Linked DNA regions of Mus musculus: region 2 is linked to region 1. Evidence: chromatin contacts called from public HiChIP or PLAC-seq data. All regions are on one chromosome and are shown on one strand. Each heading gives the region's core, a stretch centred on a gene start, on an enhancer-like site or on the middle of the called end of the contact. The rest is flanking DNA. Distances are from core to core; before and after follow the strand shown. Region 1 overlaps Prr5l (proline rich 5 like). Region 2 overlaps Pamr1 (peptidase domain containing associated with muscle regeneration 1).

The links. HiChIP or PLAC-seq counts read pairs in DNA pulled down with a chosen protein or histone mark.
Region 2: an H3K27ac HiChIP or PLAC-seq map of extraembryonic endoderm stem cells shows a contact between it and region 1, with 14 times the contacts expected there. The contact joins two enhancer-like sites. A contact is called at or near these places in 2 of 39 promoter capture datasets (cranial neural crest and hippocampal neurons), 1 of 115 datasets of contacts at active chromatin or transcription factors (extraembryonic endoderm stem cells) and 1 of 9 other capture datasets (embryonic stem cells).

The regions. Positions count from the first base shown.
Region 1 is chr2:101,720,627-101,725,126 of GRCm38.p6, forward strand. The region is part of intron 8 of Prr5l (proline rich 5 like); the gene reads right to left. Among named protein-coding and RNA genes, the nearest start is that of Traf6, 44 kb to the left of the region's middle. Within about 2 kb of position 2,500, at least 89 of the 459 cell types and tissues checked have an H3K27ac peak or open chromatin away from gene starts, as enhancers often do. A contact at or near this core is called in extraembryonic endoderm stem cells, where this site is marked.
Region 2 is chr2:102,562,371-102,566,775 of GRCm38.p6, forward strand. The region is part of intron 1 of Pamr1 (peptidase domain containing associated with muscle regeneration 1); the gene reads left to right. Among named protein-coding and RNA genes, the nearest start is that of Pamr1, 15 kb to the left of the region's middle. Within about 2 kb of position 1,656, at least 5 of the 459 cell types and tissues checked have an H3K27ac peak or open chromatin away from gene starts, as enhancers often do. A contact at or near this core is called in extraembryonic endoderm stem cells, where this site is marked.

The DNA of each region.
Region 1 (4,500 bases), core at 1,250-3,749:
AATTACTTACAAAGCCAAGGCTCACATCTGGGACCCACAGCAGACCTCCCCGCTTTTAGAGTAGCAGGAAAGGCACATTCAAGAGAAACTTCTGGTCAAGAGGAGAACATCTCTGACCTGCTGGGAGACCCAATGTTTCAGTGGGGCAGGATCTATGCCTTGACCACGGAACTATGGCCGGGAAAGCAGGGTCACCTTTAAGCCATGCTAAAGAGATAGGCAGAACTATTATTCCTTTAGTGAGCTACTATATTTTCCTATCTAGAATTCCCCTGACACAATGCCTGAAGTTCAGCCTGGTCTGCCTACAGTTCTGAGAAAGCTGTAATTTTCCTGGTTTGTTTGTTTGGTTTGGTTTTTGATCTTTTATTCACTTTTCTTTTCGATGCTGACTTAAAACACACGGATGCTTTTCCTGACACCGCAGGCTTCCTTACTCTTTCTCTGCCGCTCTCGTCCTTGCCACATGGCCACTTGTTACCACATGATGTGCCCCGTTCCAGTAAGTCAAACCGTATGCCCAATCCCTCAGACTTTCTCCTCCGGGCAGCTGCTGAAATTTATACCTTGCCTGTCCTGGTGTAATTTCTTTTGTTTTTAGTATTTTTATCTTCTTTGAAATTCCATACACCGTATTTTATTTTGATCATATTCACCTCCAGCCCCTTCCCCTAATTCATGCCAGACCCATCCCTCGCCCTCCTACAACCCCACTGATACGGCTTTCAATCTTTTGTTTTAGTGGGCCCCTCCCCACTCCATCCCCCCAGGACAGGGTTTCTCTGTGTAGCCCTGGCTGTCCTGGAACTCACTCTGTAGACTGGGCTAGCCTTGAACTCAGAGCTCCATTTATGTTGCCTCCAGAATGCTGAGATTAAAGGCGTGGACCACACCAGTGCTGCTAAATCAAAGGACATTCCCCCTAATAGAAGTTTTTCATTTCAACTCCAATAAAATTGTCCTTCAACTTCCTCTTAAAATTATTGTATTAATGAGACTAAGAACCCTAAGATGCAACCTTGGTTTCCCTGATATCAATGTGAAAAATGTCAGAGTAGAGGTACCAAGAGTATCCTGGAAATCCAGAGAACCGTGTGTGTGTGTGTGTGTGTGTGTGTGTGTGTAAGAGACATATATCTCACATGTACACATACATGTGTGTGGACATGCTTATGGAGGCTCTCTCAACCACTTCTCCACCTTAGATTTTTGAGACTGGCTCTCACCCTGAACCTGGGCCCCCACCAATTCAGCAAGCTCCAGGGATCTCATTCGTGGGGTTGAAGTTATACCACCATGCCCAGCATGGATTCTGGGGTTAGGTTTCAGTCCTTACCCTTGGCAAGCACTTTACTCACTGAAGTATCTTCGTAGCTCCTAGAGAGAGGTCTTGAAGAAAGAGCACTTCAGATGGCCGTACTACTAGGGACTGGTTTATAGACTCAAGTCACACAGACCTCTCTAGGGTCTGGTTACAAAGAAGCATGTCTTCCCTGGCTTGCACAGCTCAGGGAGGAGGGCAATCAAATCCCACAGCTTGACAAGGGTTCGAGTCCAGGGAAAGATGAGTAGGTAATCCTCACACCTGGAGGAAGAGGGGGACAAGCTACTCCCAAGGGGCCCATGATATGTGGCACTGCCTGTTTGGCCCCACCATCAATGCTCTTTCTTCTTCATTGCTCCCAGAAGAAGGCCAGAGCTGGTGTTCAAGCCTCAGGCTGCTCCAAGAAGGTAGGTAGCTAACGCCAGACTACACAGTTGAGCCCTGATCCTTGTAGTCACTGAGGCCCCACACTTTCCACACAGCCTCCTCTCTCACCCTGAAGGGACTTGCAAGCGAGGCCTACAGTTAGCACTGCCTTTCAACTCTCAGGAAGAATGTTTTGGTCCTAAACTTGATGCTGGCAAAGCCCAGATCACACGGACCCCGTGGTTTGCCAAGTCTGCTGGCAGACAGTGCTTCCTTGATGAGCTGCCAGTCACTAGAGTTAATCCTCAGAGAAGTCAGCTGAAGGGTGACTCCCTCAGTCAACCCCAATAGGCTCCTTGGGAAGCCTGCAAGCCAAAGGCTGAGACCTGAGGACCATGGGCTCAGGGGAAATGGGGTCTCCCACAGAGGCACCCACTGAGATTGTCGTCCTAGGAACTCCTGAGACACCTAAAGTCTGGGCTTTCCTTGTAAAGCGGCACTTTTTGCAGAGAGAGGCTTGTCTGCTACCTTACCATCCTTAACTTTCTTTTGAAAGCCTTTTCCTCACAGGTCCCTAACCATGTCAGGCATTAATTTCTGTGGAAGCCAGCAATGGCAGTTTCTTTTAGACTCCTAGAGAGGCAAAGCTAGGGTGGAGCAGTCCTTTGTTTGGGGACTGGCTCCCCAGTAAGCCTTTGATCTCCTAGGCTCCCAGAATGCCCCTGCCATTGCGGGCTCCTGCTCCAGTCCAGAAGCAGCAAAGGCCCACAGGGCCTTTGTCATGCAGAGAAGGTAGTGTCCAGCTGGATAGGCAGAGGCCCCCAGGGATAGGCAGAGGGCCCCAGGGATATAACGGAATGAGGCTGTGGAGGACTGGGAGGGCTTTTTTAGGGGAGGAATCCAGCCTGGGAATGTTTGCTGCAGGGAAGAGGCCCTGAGAGCCCCAGAAAAATCCCAAGTAGCTCAGGAATTTGGGTAACTTGAAAGGTAGCACTTGGGCCTGGCCTCCTGCACTGTGTGTGTGTGTGTGTGTGTGTGTGTGTGTGTGTGTGTGTGTGTGTGTGTGTGTGTGGTGTTGTTGTTGTTGCTGCTTTTCTTTTAGATTCACTGCTACCCTCCTTACTTGATACTTCCATTTTCCTCTTGTAATCTGAAAAGAAAAAGTGGGGCTTTGGAGGGGAGGGCTTGCACGCATGTATGAACACACACGTGTGCACACACACAAACACACACTCCATTTGGACCCTTGGATAGAATCACTTATCTATTGTTCTAAAGCAAATCCAGGTCAGGCAAGACACTGCCTCGGTATCTCTGGAGTCCAGGATGCAGGGCACACAGCAGGGATATAGGGCAAGTATTGGCTTACGGACAATTCTGCTAGGTTCCGCCCAGCAACTGCCTAGCAATAGCTTTCATCATCAACCGAAGCCATTACTACCTGTGCCTCAGCCAGGGGCAAGCCTCCTATGGCAGCATACGAGAAATGCTCGATACCCCAGACGCCTTCCTCTTCCTCCCTCACATCTTCTTTTTCTCCCCCGGCCCACCCCCCCACACTGCTCCCCCGTGTTTCCAGGTAGCCTCTCTTTCTCTCTTTCTGTTCTTCTCTATCGCCCCTGCTCTCCCCCCCCCCCATAAGCTTTCTTTATCCTAGATCTGTCACATGTGTGATTTCCCAGGGTGACACTTTGGCAGGGGCCTGCCTGGTACTCCCTCACTCCTGCTGCATTATCTCACAATTTATATTTCATAACAGCAAGTCTCTACCTTTCTTGCCTGCAAAACTGGGGCACTTCTCAGGCACCCCAAGAGTGAGGGTGGCACCACCCTCCTTGGGCCATGTACATCTGCCAAAGCCTGGACAGGAGTGTGCAGCATGGCTGTTGGCTGAGTAGCCTTTCAGATGATGGTCCGGCTGCCTTGGCAATCTCGTGTTGGTCTCAGGGGAGACACAGCACAGCCCTGCCTCAGCTAAAGCATCTCTCATGAGTCCACTGCAACTCTTAAAATTTTTTTCATTGTCCATTCTTTAAAAGTTATGTGTATCTATGTGTGTCTATGTGCAGGTATGAGCACACATGTGCACCTATTCACATGCAGGGTTAGAGGTATTGTAATCTCCCTGGAGTTAAAGTTACAGGGACTTGGATTGGGTTCTAGAAACCGGACGTGGGTCTTCTCTAAGAGCAATATGTTTGTAACCTTTATGCCATTTCTCCAAGATCCCAATTATTGTCTTAATACCCCCCTGCCCCAGGCTGAGTGAATGCTACTTTCACATACATACTTAGTTTATGTATATGAGTGATCTATTTTTCACGTACACCGGAAGAGGGCACTGGATCCCATCACAGATGGTTGTGAGCCACCATGTGCTTGCTGGAAATCAAACTCAGGACCTCTGGAAGAGCAACCAGTGCTCTCAACCACAGAGCCATCTCCAGTTTATGAATGCTATAGCAGTCTCTATCCCCAAAGGGTAAGGAAGGTCTCCTCAGCTTTTAACATGTAGAGGTCTGGACGAATGTCTGGCCTGGGACACCTCTTGGACTAAGGATCGCCTAAGCCACTATCCCTTAATGACCTCACACCCTCAATGCTGACAGTTTGGGCATGAAGGATGGTGGACTGTCCATAACAGCTGCAGAAGAGCTTAGCTTTTGGATTCTAACTCAAAGGGCCCAGTGACTACACACCCAGCACAGTACACACAATTTGGCCAGGGCCTGCACTGCTTCTTGCTGCTAGTAACTCTGCACCTCTGAAACTCCTTTAGTTTCTTGAGAGGTCCATCTCAAGAGAGCTCT
Region 2 (4,405 bases), core at 406-2,905, 840 kb after region 1:
GTGTTGTGTGTTTTATTACAGGAACCAAAAAAAAAAATCAGACTGAGACAGGAAGCATTAGAAGAGAGAGAAGACCTAAAGGGAGGTGGGAAGAACCAAGAGTGGTACAGAGAGACTTGAAGAAATTGCTTGCAATGTTGTGTATGTGTGGACTTGGAGGACCTGTTTCCCCACACTCTTCCTTCTCTGTGATTTAAACAAAGCTATTATTCAAAAGAGAAAAATTACACAGATAAGAATGGCAAGGTCTGAAAATTATGCAATTCTTCTTCCAAAGTCCTTTATGGCTATTGTCACCTATGAGTGCAATGACACCTTTGTGGCTTTGGAGAAAGGCTATGGTGCCAAAGACCAGCTTTGGTACAGGAGGGTAAATTGAGGAAGGCAGCTGATGAAGGATGAGTGTTGAGAGCAGCTGACACAAGTGGATCCAGATACCTACAGGGGCTGAAGAAGCAGTTAGAAAAGGGAAAGGAAGAAAATTCGCACATACATACACTCACACACACACACACTGCACATACACACATATATACACACATACACTGAGTAGATAAAACAAAAGGCAGAGTCCAATAATTTCATATACACAAATGTATACATGCATACATACATACATACATACATACATACATACATAACTACAGACAGACGTATACACATTCACACATAGAATGGTTAGAGCAAAGCTCCAGCAAGCAGGGTGTAAGCATTTTGCATATACATACATAAATACACACAAGCTCCAACACAGACCCAGACAAGCTTTATATATACATGGGTAGAAGGAACTATGTTCCAGATCCCATGCACACAAACCTTATACACACACATACATACACATAGTTGATGGATGGAAGGACAATGCTCCAGCCCTACACACTTTATTCTTCCTTCCATTGCTTATATTTCTAGCAAAATCTTCCAAGCAGTCTAAAATTACAGTGTGATTATGTTTTAGTTTTCTTCTAGTAAATGATTATGAAAAAAAACTAGTATGTTCTCTAATACAATAAAAACATTACATAGTACAGGTAAAAAGAAAACAAATTGTTCCCCAAAACCCATGTACATTCATAATTCAGCAACTAGTTATAGATTAACAATGTGTAAGCAAGCAAGGGAGTTTTCTCAGCCAGTTTCTTCTACCAGCAGGCAACAATTTATGGTTACAAGGAAAGAAGTAATTATTTAATTATTTATCTTTAAAAATAATCTGGTAAAAATCTTAAAAGAATCACAAATCTAAACTTTTATATAAAAACCAGTCCCATCTACTTTACACCCTCAAAATGCATATCTATTCATTAGCAATTCTTACTAAATCATATCAGGAAGCTAAGGGCAAAATGGGTATAAGAAGTCAATCATCCCCAGTCCAGCCTCAGTAAGAGTCACGTCAGCCAGTGCCGCCATTGTTCTTGTTCCCTGATCACAAACAGTCCCTAGCTTAACTAATAAGAGTGCGCCTTTCTGAACTTTAAATTGTATCCTAAGACTTTCTACATCAGATCCAGTAGTAAAAACATCTCAGTCTAGCTTCACTAACAACCTTATTTTCCCAAATGTTTTCTAAGGGTGGTGGTCATTGCTGACAATTGACATCTCTAAATTCCTCTCTAAGGTGGGGATAGAGTCAATCATTAATCTGCAGCAGCAGCAATGCCTGAAGGGGATCAAGGATTGTTACTGTGAGTGCCAGAGATACTGCCTAGTGAGGGACTGGAAGCCTCTCTGGAGTTTTCATACAATTCTTAGATGAAGAGGGATGTGAGGTAGCAAGCAGAGCAGAACTCTGCAATAGCATAAAGTCTTCAGGACACATGGCCCTCGGGGCTGTGCCACACCAAGGCTCACCCATGTAGCTGTGGTGGTACAGTGGCGAGCAATCCATGAGTTCTAAGGCCATTGTTCATTCCCCCTGCATGGCCCTCAGCACTGTGGTAAGATATACTGCCTATGGTTGTCTATCAGCACAAAAGAGGAACAGATTCAGTGGATGTGGGATCTAGAATGTAGGGTCCTCTCAAGATTCTCTTTGTTAAGGAGTCAGGACATCATCCTGGATTTTTAGGCTAGTGGGAGGGGAGACCCCATATAAGTCTAACTTCTCATGGACTGGAGGACGCTGGTTGAAGCAGCACGATAGAGATGCAGTTCTGAAAGGAGGGTTTGTTTGGTCTGAAAGGCAGAAATCTAGATTCTATCTCTAGTGATGTTAATAGAATGGGTCTCAATTGGGATCCAGACATCCAAGGGTTTTCAGCACAGGTGTTGGTGTGAATGAGAAGAGTGCTGTCTGATGCATACAGACAGGGTCTCAGCTCTGCTAAATACTGTGTACCTTTGGCCAAGGTACTTGACCTTTTGTTGTCTCAATTTCTTCATCCATAAAATGTGAGCTTATTATGTCACTGAGAATGAATTAACACGTGGAAGCACGAGGTAAGCAGTATGCACATATGCACATAAGCAGTATGTGCCCAGCTCAGAACAAGCTCCAATATATGTTAAGGCTGTTGCTGCCATTCAGAATCAGGAATAATGTCTGTGGGCCAGACCAGCATATTGGTTAAGCACTTTGACTCTAGAAACAGGCTACCTGTATTTGAACTCTATCTCTGATATTTATTACTTGTGTGACTCCAGGTTCACATCTATAAGATGGGGTGTTTCTTCTAGAGTCTTACACTGTCACCATCACCTTCAACTGCAGTGACATTCATATGAGTGGATTGTTTTTAGGGCTAAATGAGCTAATAGGTGAGTGACTTAAAACTGGGTCAGGTCTAAATGGTACTATCATCTCACACCCATCATTTATAGCGCCATCAGAGTATAACCGTACCTTCCCTGAGCTTGCTTGTTATTTGAAGCAAAGCTCTCTTGTATGAATCACTTACTGATATGACCCAGAGCATAATTGCTGACCTTTATCCTGCAAATAATATGCAGAGCATTTCCTGAGTCCTTTGGGTTCTCTCTTCCAGCCATGAAGTACTATCAATACCCATACTGCACAGAGGAGGGAACTGAGACACAAGAAAGTTGATGATATATCCAAAGCCACATTCTAACAGATGGAGCCAAGAGTAAAATTTGGTACTCTGAGTTTTAGCTGTTTCTATGTTCACCAATAGTGCTGATGCTTTCTTCTTAAAATTTATTTTGATTCATTTTTGTGTTTATATGTGAGTGGTATGTATGCTTCTGTATATGTGTGCATGTGTATGGTTACATATGTATGAGTATGCGTTTGGTACAGAAGTTGACTTCAGAAGTCTTCCTTGATCACTCCTGATCGATGGAGATTTTATTTATTGAGGTAGAGATTCTTTTTGACCCTGAAACTTATTGATCTGGATAATCTAGCTAGTCAACTCGCCCTAGGGATCCCGTCTCTGCCTTCCAAGGGTAGGGATTGCAGATGTGCTGCTATGTAGGGGTTGAGGATTAGAACTCTGATCCTCACAGTTGTATGCCAAACACTTTATCTACTGATTTCTCTCCCCGACTCATTGCTTTCTTCTTAAATGGTAAAGTCAGAGGTTTAGACTCTGGGGAACCAATTTACCATATTGGTAAGACACTAAGAGTGAGGTTCTCATCTGTCTGCCTAAAAGATGTACACCATGAGCCATCTACTTACTGTCTGTTTCATTACCCATTAAATGAAGCAAACAACACTCACTTTAAATGGTGGTTCTGTGGACTGGACCAATGAGCTGGTGAGTTTCGTGGACTGAGAGCCAGCCACGATGTGTGGTGTGACTTAAACGGGGATTGAAGCAGAGCTGTGACATGGAGCTGTGTGTCAGTAAAGTGAAGAGGAAAGAAGAAGAAAAGCAAGTGATAAACTTAATTCTCACTCCCCTTCCCTTCCCAATGATGCACAACTCCAAATATTAGATTTCTAAAGAATTCACTCAACGTCATGGTATGCGCAGTGAGGTAATGAAGGACTTGGCTTTGTAGCTGTCATTATCTGACTAGCAAAAGGGGAGCTGTGAGAGAGGACGCCTGAGTCATGTGAGATTCATCAGTGTAGGACTGGGGACTGCTGGGGGAGACAGAATTCTCAAGTCTCCAGAGGAGTGATGGAGTCACCCAAGGCCAGGAAATGTTCTGTCTATGGGGCCTAGAGTCGTATTCTTCTGCCCTGGCTCCAGCTGTTAACCAGACCTTCCAGCAGGGAAGAAGGTTGTGTAGTGTGAAGAAGCAGTAAAGGCAGCCGGACAGCTGTGGAGAGGTGCGGTGAGCAGCGGTGAGTGAGGGGCTCCAGCAGCTTAACTGTTATCTCCCTGTTTCCTGCACCTTCCCTTCCATTTTGTCTCAGAAGATTCATAAATGAAATAGAGTTTAAGGAAGAAGTCTCAGAAGTTTTCATCACATGAGACTAGATGGG